Linked DNA regions of Mus musculus: region 2 is linked to region 1. The links are chromatin contacts, called in public promoter capture Hi-C maps. All regions are on one chromosome and are shown on one strand. Each heading gives the region's core, a stretch centred on a gene start, on an enhancer-like site or on the middle of the called end of the contact. The rest is flanking DNA. Distances are from core to core; before and after follow the strand shown.

What was found. Promoter capture Hi-C pulls out the DNA fragments that hold promoters and counts their contacts.
Region 2: a promoter capture Hi-C map of embryonic stem cells shows a contact between it and region 1, with 4 times the contacts expected there. The contact joins the promoter of Slc6a17 here to the enhancer-like site in region 1. A contact is called at or near these places in 7 of 39 promoter capture datasets (the 3T3-L1 cell line, cranial neural crest, embryonic stem cells and 3 more), 1 of 484 Hi-C or Micro-C datasets (embryonic stem cells), 2 of 115 datasets of contacts at active chromatin or transcription factors (VIP interneurons and bone marrow-derived macrophages) and 3 of 9 other capture datasets (adipose tissue, liver and pancreatic islet).

What each region holds. Positions count from the first base shown.
Region 1 is chr3:107,355,369-107,359,934 of GRCm38.p6, reverse strand. No RefSeq gene overlaps it. Among named protein-coding and RNA genes, the nearest start is that of Gm35700, 7.2 kb to the left of the region's middle. Within about 2 kb of position 2,839, at least 96 of the 459 cell types and tissues checked have an H3K27ac peak or open chromatin away from gene starts, as enhancers often do. A contact at or near this core is called in adipose tissue, embryonic stem cells and liver, where this site is marked.
Region 2 is chr3:107,514,834-107,519,751 of GRCm38.p6, reverse strand. Slc6a17 (solute carrier family 6 (neurotransmitter transporter), member 17) reads left to right here and starts at 1,734. Exons shown (of 12, transcript NM_001293689.1): 1 at 1,734-2,146.

The DNA.
Region 1 (4,566 bases), core at 1,590-4,089:
TCCAATACTCTGCATAACAGATATTCACATTATGATTCATGTGTCAAAATTACAGTTATGAAGTAGCAACGAAAATGATTTTATGGTTGGGGTCACCACAACATGAGGAACTGTATTAAAGGGTCACAGCATTAGGAAGGATGAGAAACATTGGTTTAATAGGAACTGAAAACAAAAACAAAAAACGAAGACAAAGTAAATACTGCTCATATAGTAGATACTGTTATTGTCTCCATACAGATGAGGGCACTGACATAGGAAGCTTGAACACCTTGTGTCAGGTCTCACAACCTACACAGCAGGTGCTGGGATTCTAAATCGGATGAGTACTGTTTATCAAGTCATGTGCTCATGACCACACAGCTAATGCAGGACCTATCAGCCTTAGAGCACTTGCTGAGCTCCGAGCTGGTCTGACTGGAAGAGTTCCGAGTGTCTCTCTTCTGAGGCTGGGTAACACAAGCACTGACTGGATTTGAACGGAAGGACTTCGGGAAGAGCCTTTCCCAAAGGCAGAGACTCCAATGCGGGGATCCAGCCAAATGTCCAAATGGTCACAGAGAAAGAACCTAAGAGCATAGAAAAGGACGGGAAAGTTCCTTTCCCTGGTTGCATGGTTCTCTGAGCCTCATTTTCATTTATTTTTTGATCACTAAAACCTCAAACTAGTTCTCCAAGGTTCTTGCCTCATTGCCAAGTAATAAGTATGGAACACTGTGCTTAGCTGTTTTATGTAAGAGCATCCATGCCTGATTTCCTTCTGTTGACATAGAAAGGCAGCACAGGTATTGCTGCAGGGCTTAATGAAGAGAAAACACTCACAAGTTGCTCTTTAAAAAAAAAAACCTCAAAATAACTATTCATATTTATGAGGTGAATTGTGATAGTTGTAATACTATATACAATGTTTAATGATTGGATTAAAGTGATTAGCATACTTCAATCATATATCTCTTCTTTATGTCGGAAACATTCCAAAACCTTTCCTTCAGCTCTTTTGAAATATACCATAAGTTATGTCCCCCTACTGTGATGATAGGACAGTAGAATATATTCCTCCTGCACAATGCTATGCATTAGCCAGCCCTTCCCCAGCCTCGAGTCACGACCATCCCGTGCTCATTTTCAGCGAGATTGACTTTTGGCTTCCTCACAGGAGAGCATGCAGTATTTGTTTTTCCAAGCCTGGCATGTTTCACTTAGCATAATGTCTTCCAGACTCACTCATATAAAGCAGTCCTAGACAAGGCACTCAGATGGACCTTCTACGTTTCACAGAGTCCATGAGAAGAAATGGAGTATCATCCTGTCTCCAACTTTCCTCTCATCAAGACCATTTTTAACTTACTAATTCCTCGTCCCCCAAAGGCCTTGTGATTTGAGGAGCCAGAAAAACATTTGCCCCAGACACCCACATTTTCTAGTAGCAGGGTACTATGTGCATCGATGGAGAGGAGCCTCCTGGCCCCACTGTAACAGCATTCCTGAAGGACAAGTTTACTTGAAGGACTAATAGCCTCGTGGGTGTCCCTCCTCCCTGTCCAGCACAAGAGGTACCTGTCACAGATATGATTCTGGTACATGGTGTGCCACTAAGAAGGACAGAGGGGAGGAGACTCAACAACACTTTCACACACTGGAGAGTTCTTCCACTTCATCTTTATGACAGTCTCACCAGCTTACAGAGGAGAAAAACGAGGTTGGAAATGGCCGACTCAAGGTTTCATAACCTCTGGTTGGCAAGACTAAGAGAAAGAGCTAATCTGACTCCAAGTCTGTCCTCTAACCATTAAGAAATATGATCTGGCATTCACCTAGCCACATCCGTCCACTTAGCCCTCCCCCTCACCTCCAAATGGAAGTTTCCTCCCAGACCAAAGAGGGCTCTGAGCTTTGGTAAACTCTCTTGAGGCAACCTGCCCCACCCATCAGTGCTCTGCATGGGTCTGGCCTCCCCTTTACTCTAAAACACAGCTTGAGGTGAGCCTGCTACTTAATTGTTTGATGGAAGAACTTCCTTGCCCCGACCCTGAGCTATCCCACATGTAGCTGTACATCACTGTGAGGCAGGAGGACCCTAAGTTCCAGGCCAGCCTGGAGTCTGGAGTGAGAATTTATCTAAAAAAAAAAAAAAAAGCCAAGTACTGCAGCAAGCTATTTCAAGCAAAATAAACCAAACACCCCCCCAACACAGACACAGACACACACACACAGACACACACAGACACACAGACACACACAGACACAGACCACACACACAGACACACACACACAGACACACACACACACACACAGACACACACACACACACACACACACAGACACACACACACACACACACACACACGATCTCATCCTTCCCTCTACAAGCAACGGTGACTTCTGCAAGCCCAGAGGCATGAGTGCTCTTGGCAAGGTGGTGTTCGAGGCCTCACAGTTTCTGTGTTGAGTCCCAGTGTGTCCACCCCTGTCAATGTTGCCATTTGGCAGGACCAAGTGACCTAGTTTCTCCCCACACCCCTCCCCCCGCCCCCCTCCCCGCCAGAAGCTAGGCTGCAGGCTGTGCAGAGTTTGGCATCTGCGGGTCTTTTCTGCCCTCTGCTGGTCGCTAGGCAGGAGGCTCGCCAGGGCTAGCAATCCCACGTGGGTCTACTGCGGGGAACTGACTCGCAGGCCTATAAATGTTTGCTGAGTTAACTGAGTAAGAGGATTGTGTACCGTTCTAGGCTCTGGGGCCTAAGGAGGCCAGAGTCAGGACTGCTGCTCTGCAAACTCGTTACATTCAGCCAAACCAGGGCCCAATTCCCCAGTTGCTTTCCTTCTTTTTGCTTCCCCACAGGCTCCTCCTCTTCCCTCCCTCAAGGACTGTTGCCTGGCTAGGGAGAACTGAGTCAGCAAAGCCAAGTCAGTAAGTTGCCCCACCACCTGTTGCGTTACCTCTGACCAGTCCCTTAAAGCCATCTGAAGTCCCTCCTTGATTATCTCGTTTCCTCTCCGAGTCGTTGCTTCTGTTTTCTTGTGGCATCTTCAGAACACTCTTTTTACTTGCTACTGAATCTGTTCCTGACACATCTACTGGAAGTCCTGGCTCTGTCCCAGGTCATCACTCAGAAGTTTGATCTGTCTGCCCTCCTGGTGGCCTTTCAGAGCCTTCACTAGCAACTACATCTCTGAGACTTCCGTTTCCCTAAACACAAGCAGAAAGCCCACTCAGAGCCCTCTACTTTTGAGAGATTTGTCTTGATAAAGACATCTTAAAAACCAAAAAGTCTAGAAGACTCACAAAAGGACCACCTAGTGCTGACGGTTTTATAGGTCATGACAGCCTGCCACAGCAGCCCTCTGAGTAGTATGGTAAAAGAATTGGAGAGGCTTTTAATTTCTATGTATACTGTGTTTTCTATTTAAAATGTACGTACGGAGCTCTTTCATGTGCTGTATATCAGGGAATGAAATTTGTTATTTTGTTTTTAAACTAAATTTAAGGATGAGGAAAGTGGGGCCACAGAGAAGAAAATATTTCTCTGGTGATTATACAGGAAGAAAAAAACAATGATGCTCACACCCAACCTTCCAATCCCCAAACCTTGGGTGTTCATTCCAAGAACACTGCTGGCTCTGCATCTTGAAAAACGTGAAAGAACAGAAACCAAAACCTAAGTAAAGCAGAGAAAAAGAATCAAGCAGTCATGTGCTGTGTTTAACGTATTCAAACAACCGCATAAAGGATGGGCTATTCTTCCCACCTGACTTTCCACAGTTAGTATTCAAAACTACACTTAAGAGGCTGGGCCCACTCAGTAAAGCGCTTGTGGTGCAAACATGAGAATCTGAGCTGGGAACCCCAGAACCCTGGTAAAAGTCAGTCAAACCTGGCAGTAATAAGCTTAGTGTGGGGTGGGTGAGATGGGTGGAGATGGGCGGATCCCTGATTGTTAGCCAGGTACCATTTCCTGTCTGTTGTTAATGTTAAGTAACTGACTAGAAGCAATCTAAGGAAAGACTGTTTCATCTAGTTTACCCTTCCTAGTCACAGGACAACATAGAGGAAAGTCAAAGCAGGAACCTGAAAGTGAATTTTTTTCTTTTTCTTTTTTTTTTTTTTGTAGTGTTACATCTCAGTCCAGCAGGAACCATTGGACGATGATGCTCACTAGTTTGCTAGCTCACAGGCTAGTGCCTAGTTACATTTCTGTCTGTCTGTCTGTCTGTCTGTCTGTCTGTCTGTCTCTCTCTCCCCCTCCTTCCTTCCTTCTTTTCTTTCTTTCTTTCTTTCTTTTTTTTTTTTTTTTTTTTTGGTTTTTCGAGACAGGGTTTCTCTGTGTAGCCCTGGCTGTCCTGAAACTCACTCTGTAAACCAGGCTGGCCTCGAACTCAGAAATCTGCCTGCCCTCTGCCTCCCAAGTGCTGGGATTAAAGGCGTGCACCACCACTGCCCGGCTTTAGTTACATTTCTTATGTGGACGGATACCTCTTCCCAGGAAATGGAACCAACCATGGTGGACTTGACCCTCCTACATCAATTCCTAATCAAGACAAGCTTCTTAGACACGCCCACAGGCCGTC
Region 2 (4,918 bases), core at 485-2,984, 160 kb before region 1:
GTTTAGTTTAGTGACAATACAGTCACCCAATAATTGCCATTTATCAAGCACATGTGACATCAAATAATTTAAAATAATCATCTTATGTGATCATAACAGCAACTGTATAGGATTGCATTTTCTTACAGTATGCACCGTTAGGCTCATTAGGTTATAAATCCTACTCAGGGTATGTAAGTGATGACAATCTAGATTAAAAAAACTTAGGCTCACTGGGCTCAAAAGTTCTTTGCAATCATTACACAAACTCTAAAACTCCTTTCCTTAAAACCACCTTTATCTGAGGTTCTCCTTCCTCTCGCCCCCTCTCTGCATCTCAGTTGTCTCACTGGGTTTGTTCACCTCCTCCACACCTCTTACATTACTCACTTCTTCCTTCGGTGTACCTCCATCCTGCTGATTTCCTGGTTAAGTCCACCAGAACATATGTTCTGTGAGGGCAGGGATCATGATGGGTCTTCCCTGTAACATCCATAGGACTGCAACAGTGCTCAGCAAACAATAGACTTGCTAAATACTTGTTAACTAAAAGAACCATCTATTGGCAGAGATCATTCTCAATGGGTATCTTTCATGTCCAGATGTCTCACGGGCCAAGGAACTGATGTTTTTTTTTTGTTCCAGTAAGGACTGGAGGATCTTTGCACAGTAAACTGGTGGATCTTTGCATAGCGATCTGCTTCAGAGAACAGAGAAGGTGGAGGGAAGTGTTGTTTGCTGTTCATTATGATAAAAATTCTGTAGGGGCAAATCACCTGTGAGTTTTCTTAGAGTCCACTATAAAACATTTAGGCTTCCCTAAACTTGAAGCCCTCCCACAGGACTTGAGAAACTGATCCGAATCTGAATCATTTCACTTGCAATACATGTGCTTTGTTTCTGGCCCCTGGGCTTCTGTGTCTTCAGTCATCATCCATAAATCGGTGGCCAGCCAGCTAGTTAGACTGAAGTACAGACTATCCCAGTACTTGCTTCTGGTCTCCATCATGATCTCACTTCCTCCACCCCTTCCAAACAGGTACTTGTTTGGAAATACCAAAGGTCCTCTAGAGCAGAGACAATTATTTCAGACTCCCGAACAGCACTTCTAGCCAGACAGGCCCTGTCACTTTTTGTCATTCGCCAGCTGTTTCTGCTCAGGCAACCACTTGTATGCACATAGTCTACACTTTTGCATTCACCCTGAGCAAATAAATACATTCCCTCCACAATGGCTGCCTTTCCTCATTTTGTCTACGTATCCCTTGGGGCCAGCATCCTTCAACACCTGTTTGGTACCCAGTCACAATTTCCCTCTCTCTTACTGCCCTCACTAGACTCATCTGTCAGGTTTTTGAGTTGTGTAGAGGTTGGCCTTGTGGGGTGATAGGATGGAAGAATGCCAGGGGGAAGGGGCAGCCAAAGGTGGGAATCGAGGCACCATCCACGTAGAGATGGAAAGAATAACCACTGAGTGGGACTGGAATCCTGAGAGGGTCAAAAGAAGGTGAGTCTGTAATGACAGGTGAGGTCCTCGGCTCAGGAGGCCTTTGGCCATGGCAGTTTATTTTCCTGAGAGCAGATGCCTAAAGAGAGCCTTCGGATCTCAAGAGGCTTCTTTCGGCAACCCCTCTCCTGCTCCCTACCCACCACTCTGTTTGGGTCCGCCATCAGAGCCTCGCACGCAGCCGGGGAGCCTCGCATTGACGCGGGCCCGCGCGTGAGTCAAGCCTGCGTCACGGCGCCCCGCCGCCAGGGTGGCCTTTCGGAAAGCGAGGGAACAGCGCGCGCCGCGCTCCGCCCAGCTCCGTTCCGCTCCGCAGAGCCGACGCGGACCGGGCACGGGGACGACGGCACTCGGCCGGGGCCTTCGCAGCCACGCGCTCCCTCCGCGGCGGGATCTGAGCCCCGGGGCGGCTCCCTAGAGCCCCGAGCGAGCGGAGGGCGGGAGCAGGGTTGGGACTCACGGCGACGGAGGGAGCGACAAGCCAGCTGAGTCGCGTGCGCCGGCGCGCGCAGCTCCAGGTCCCCCAGCCCCAGCTGGGGCCTGTCGCTGCCTGACTCCCCTTGCCCTCGGGAAGGACGGTGCACCCACGACCCGTCCGGGACCACGGCCACTCGGCGGAAATCCAGGGGCCGAGTCCGCGCGACGGCCCACGCGGGACAGGTGAGTCGCTGTTTGCTCCCCGAATGGCATCCCTGGGACAGCCACGGCAACTTTGCTTGCGCGGCCCCGCCTCAGCCTGAAAGGCCTGAAAGCGTGCAAGGCGGCGCTTTCTCTGGGTCCACACGACCTGCGCTGGCTCAGGGGCTCCTCCTGCCGCTCCAGCCATCGTTGCCTGGCGACGGAGGCCCGGGGCGGCGACGTTCTGGCGCGTCAAGGGTGCACGGCAGCTCCTGCACAGGTTGGACTTGAGCTTCAGCTTCTGGAGCTCAGGATGCCCCAGAACTCCGGAGGTAACAGGACAGCTGAAGAGGCGAGCACTAATGAAGAGCCAGCGAGGCCAGCTCGGTGGGTCCCTCCGCCTGGAGCGCGCCTAGGGCGCAGCCCCACGGGGAGGCTCCGGCGCTGCTGGAGACCCCAGCCTCAGACACTCGGCCACGGGCCCGTGACCTTGACGGTAACATTGGCTAGAGAAGCAGAACGTTCGCGCCCGAGATTTAATTCCCAGCCCTGGGGCTGCTCCTCAGTGAATTTGGGGCTAGAGTGGAAGAGCCCTTCCTCCCAGGAGGGAAGCACATCTGGGGACCGAAAGGCAGAGACAGGTGATGTGCACTGGGGGCCACAGTCTAGAGGGGCCAGCTGTCTGGAGAGAGGCCTCCGCCACATTTAAACCTGTGCAGACAGGGCTCTGAAGGGATGTTCGCAGTACGTCAGGACTGCTCCCCTAGGGGCGCGGCCGCCTGAGAAGGAAGCCTGATGCTTCATCCTCTTTAAAAGCCCAAACAGCTCTATCTTGTGTTCAAGTTCAATTTTGAGGCTACTCGGACCCAGTAGCAGTCAAGTGGGTTTTATTCTTTGAAAACTTCCCTCCCTCCCTCTCTTCACCCTCCCTCCCTCCTCCTTTCTCTCCCTCTGTCCTTTTCTCTTCCTCCTTAGAAATAGTTTAATGGGACATGTGAATTAGGAAATTTCTACTATGGGAGGCAGTTCAGTTGTGAACAAGAAGCAGGTTGGATTGGGTTGGGTTGAGTGGGGATGAAGAAGAAAGACTGTTATTGCCCTTTTAACAAAAAAACTGCCAGGGACTGAGAAAACCCTGCAATGGCTCCATAAAAAACGGTACCAAAACTTTAGTATCTATTTTGGTGGGCTATGTGGAGCTTAAACATCTTGCACCTCCCGCGGTTCTCACATTATACCATCTAGTAAGTTAGGTCCATCTCTTGGGAGAGAAGGACTTTCAGGTCACACCTGGTTGCCCTTGGCTGTGGACAAGGCCATCAGAGGTTTTAGCTCCTGTGTTCCCTTTTCCTCTAATGGAGCAGCTGTGGCTAAGTAGGTGGTTGAGTCGAATAGAGAATTTCTGCAGCTTAGCCTTTGGTGACTCAGTGCAGGAGGGGAATCGTGCCCACCAGCTCTGATTGGAGTTGGCTTAGCCTGAGTCACACAGAGTCGTGTGTCAGCTGTTTGTGAGTTCCTTGGAGTTCTTTAGCAGGACTCGTGAGCTGGAATGGCCTGAGCTTGCAGGTAGTGTAGGGGTAGCCAAGTCTTCAGAGTAGATCTCAGTCTGCCTGCTGTTAAGGAGGGCCTGTTGAACTCTGTCCCCATGGGGATGGTGAGTACCACCAGGCTGCAGAGGGGTCCCGTGCTTGTGGTCACAGTTTGGCCTAATGTTCCATCATGTGCCAACATGGTGACCTTGAGCAAGCCACTGCATCCTGGAACATCTGTTTTCAAAGTTGTTAAGGAGGATGCTCTTGGTACCATTTTTCTTACTTTGTGGCCAGTGCTAGACATGGCAGGTGCCACCCCGATGTTGGGTTCCCACCTCTTCCCTTATGGATCTCAGCCAGAGATGATCTCCCTCACCTCAGCTATGCTTCTGAGCATGGTGTGCGTGCGTGTGTGTGTGTGTGTGTGTGTGTGTGTGTGTGTGTGTGTGTGTAAGACTCTGTATGACTGAACCCACAACTCAACTTCAAATGGAGCCAACTCCAACTCTCAGGTCTCCTCTGGAAGGGGAAGCTGGAACAAGAAGCAGGCTTGTGTGAGGTGAGCAGTGTGAGCATTTACAATAGCTCCTGGATGACTCCAGCAGAGAGACCTTGACTCACTGGTATTATTTATGACTGTGGCCTGTTCCCAGGCTGGTGTACCTGCTGAGTAGACTTCAGGGGTTCTTTCTCTTTGTTTGGAGATGTCTTGCCATCTCCCTACCTACATGTCTTATCTAGAGCAGAGTTAGAAGCTTCAAAAGAAAGGCTCAGCAGAACTGAGGTTTGCTTTTTCTAGAGGGGAAAGAGGAGAATGGATCTCCCACTTTCTTAAGGGGTTCTGGGCTTCTTGTCCTTCTCTTCTATAAAGTCCCCAATCTAGGGCTGACCTAAGATGAATTCGGTTTAAGAATGAAGAACATGACTGGGAGGTAGTGGCACACACCTTTAATCCCAGCACTTCGGAGACAGAGGCAGATGTCTGTGAGTTTGAGACCAACCTGGTCTACAGAGTGAGTTCTAGGACTGCCAGGGCTACACAGATCATAAGATCCCTAAGGTAGCAAGAAAAGGTCCAGGTTGACCCATGAGACTCCAACTGACTACTGAAAGTGTGTGTGTGTGTGTGTGTGTGTGTGTGTGTGTGTGTGTGTGATTACATTGCATGTTTACTCAGAAGTCAATGCCTTCCGTATTTTGTCTGGAAACATCCAATAGAAACAGAGATGAAAGGATTCCAGAGCAGCAGCAGCCTCCTGCCTGGTGCCCCCACCCCAGACTC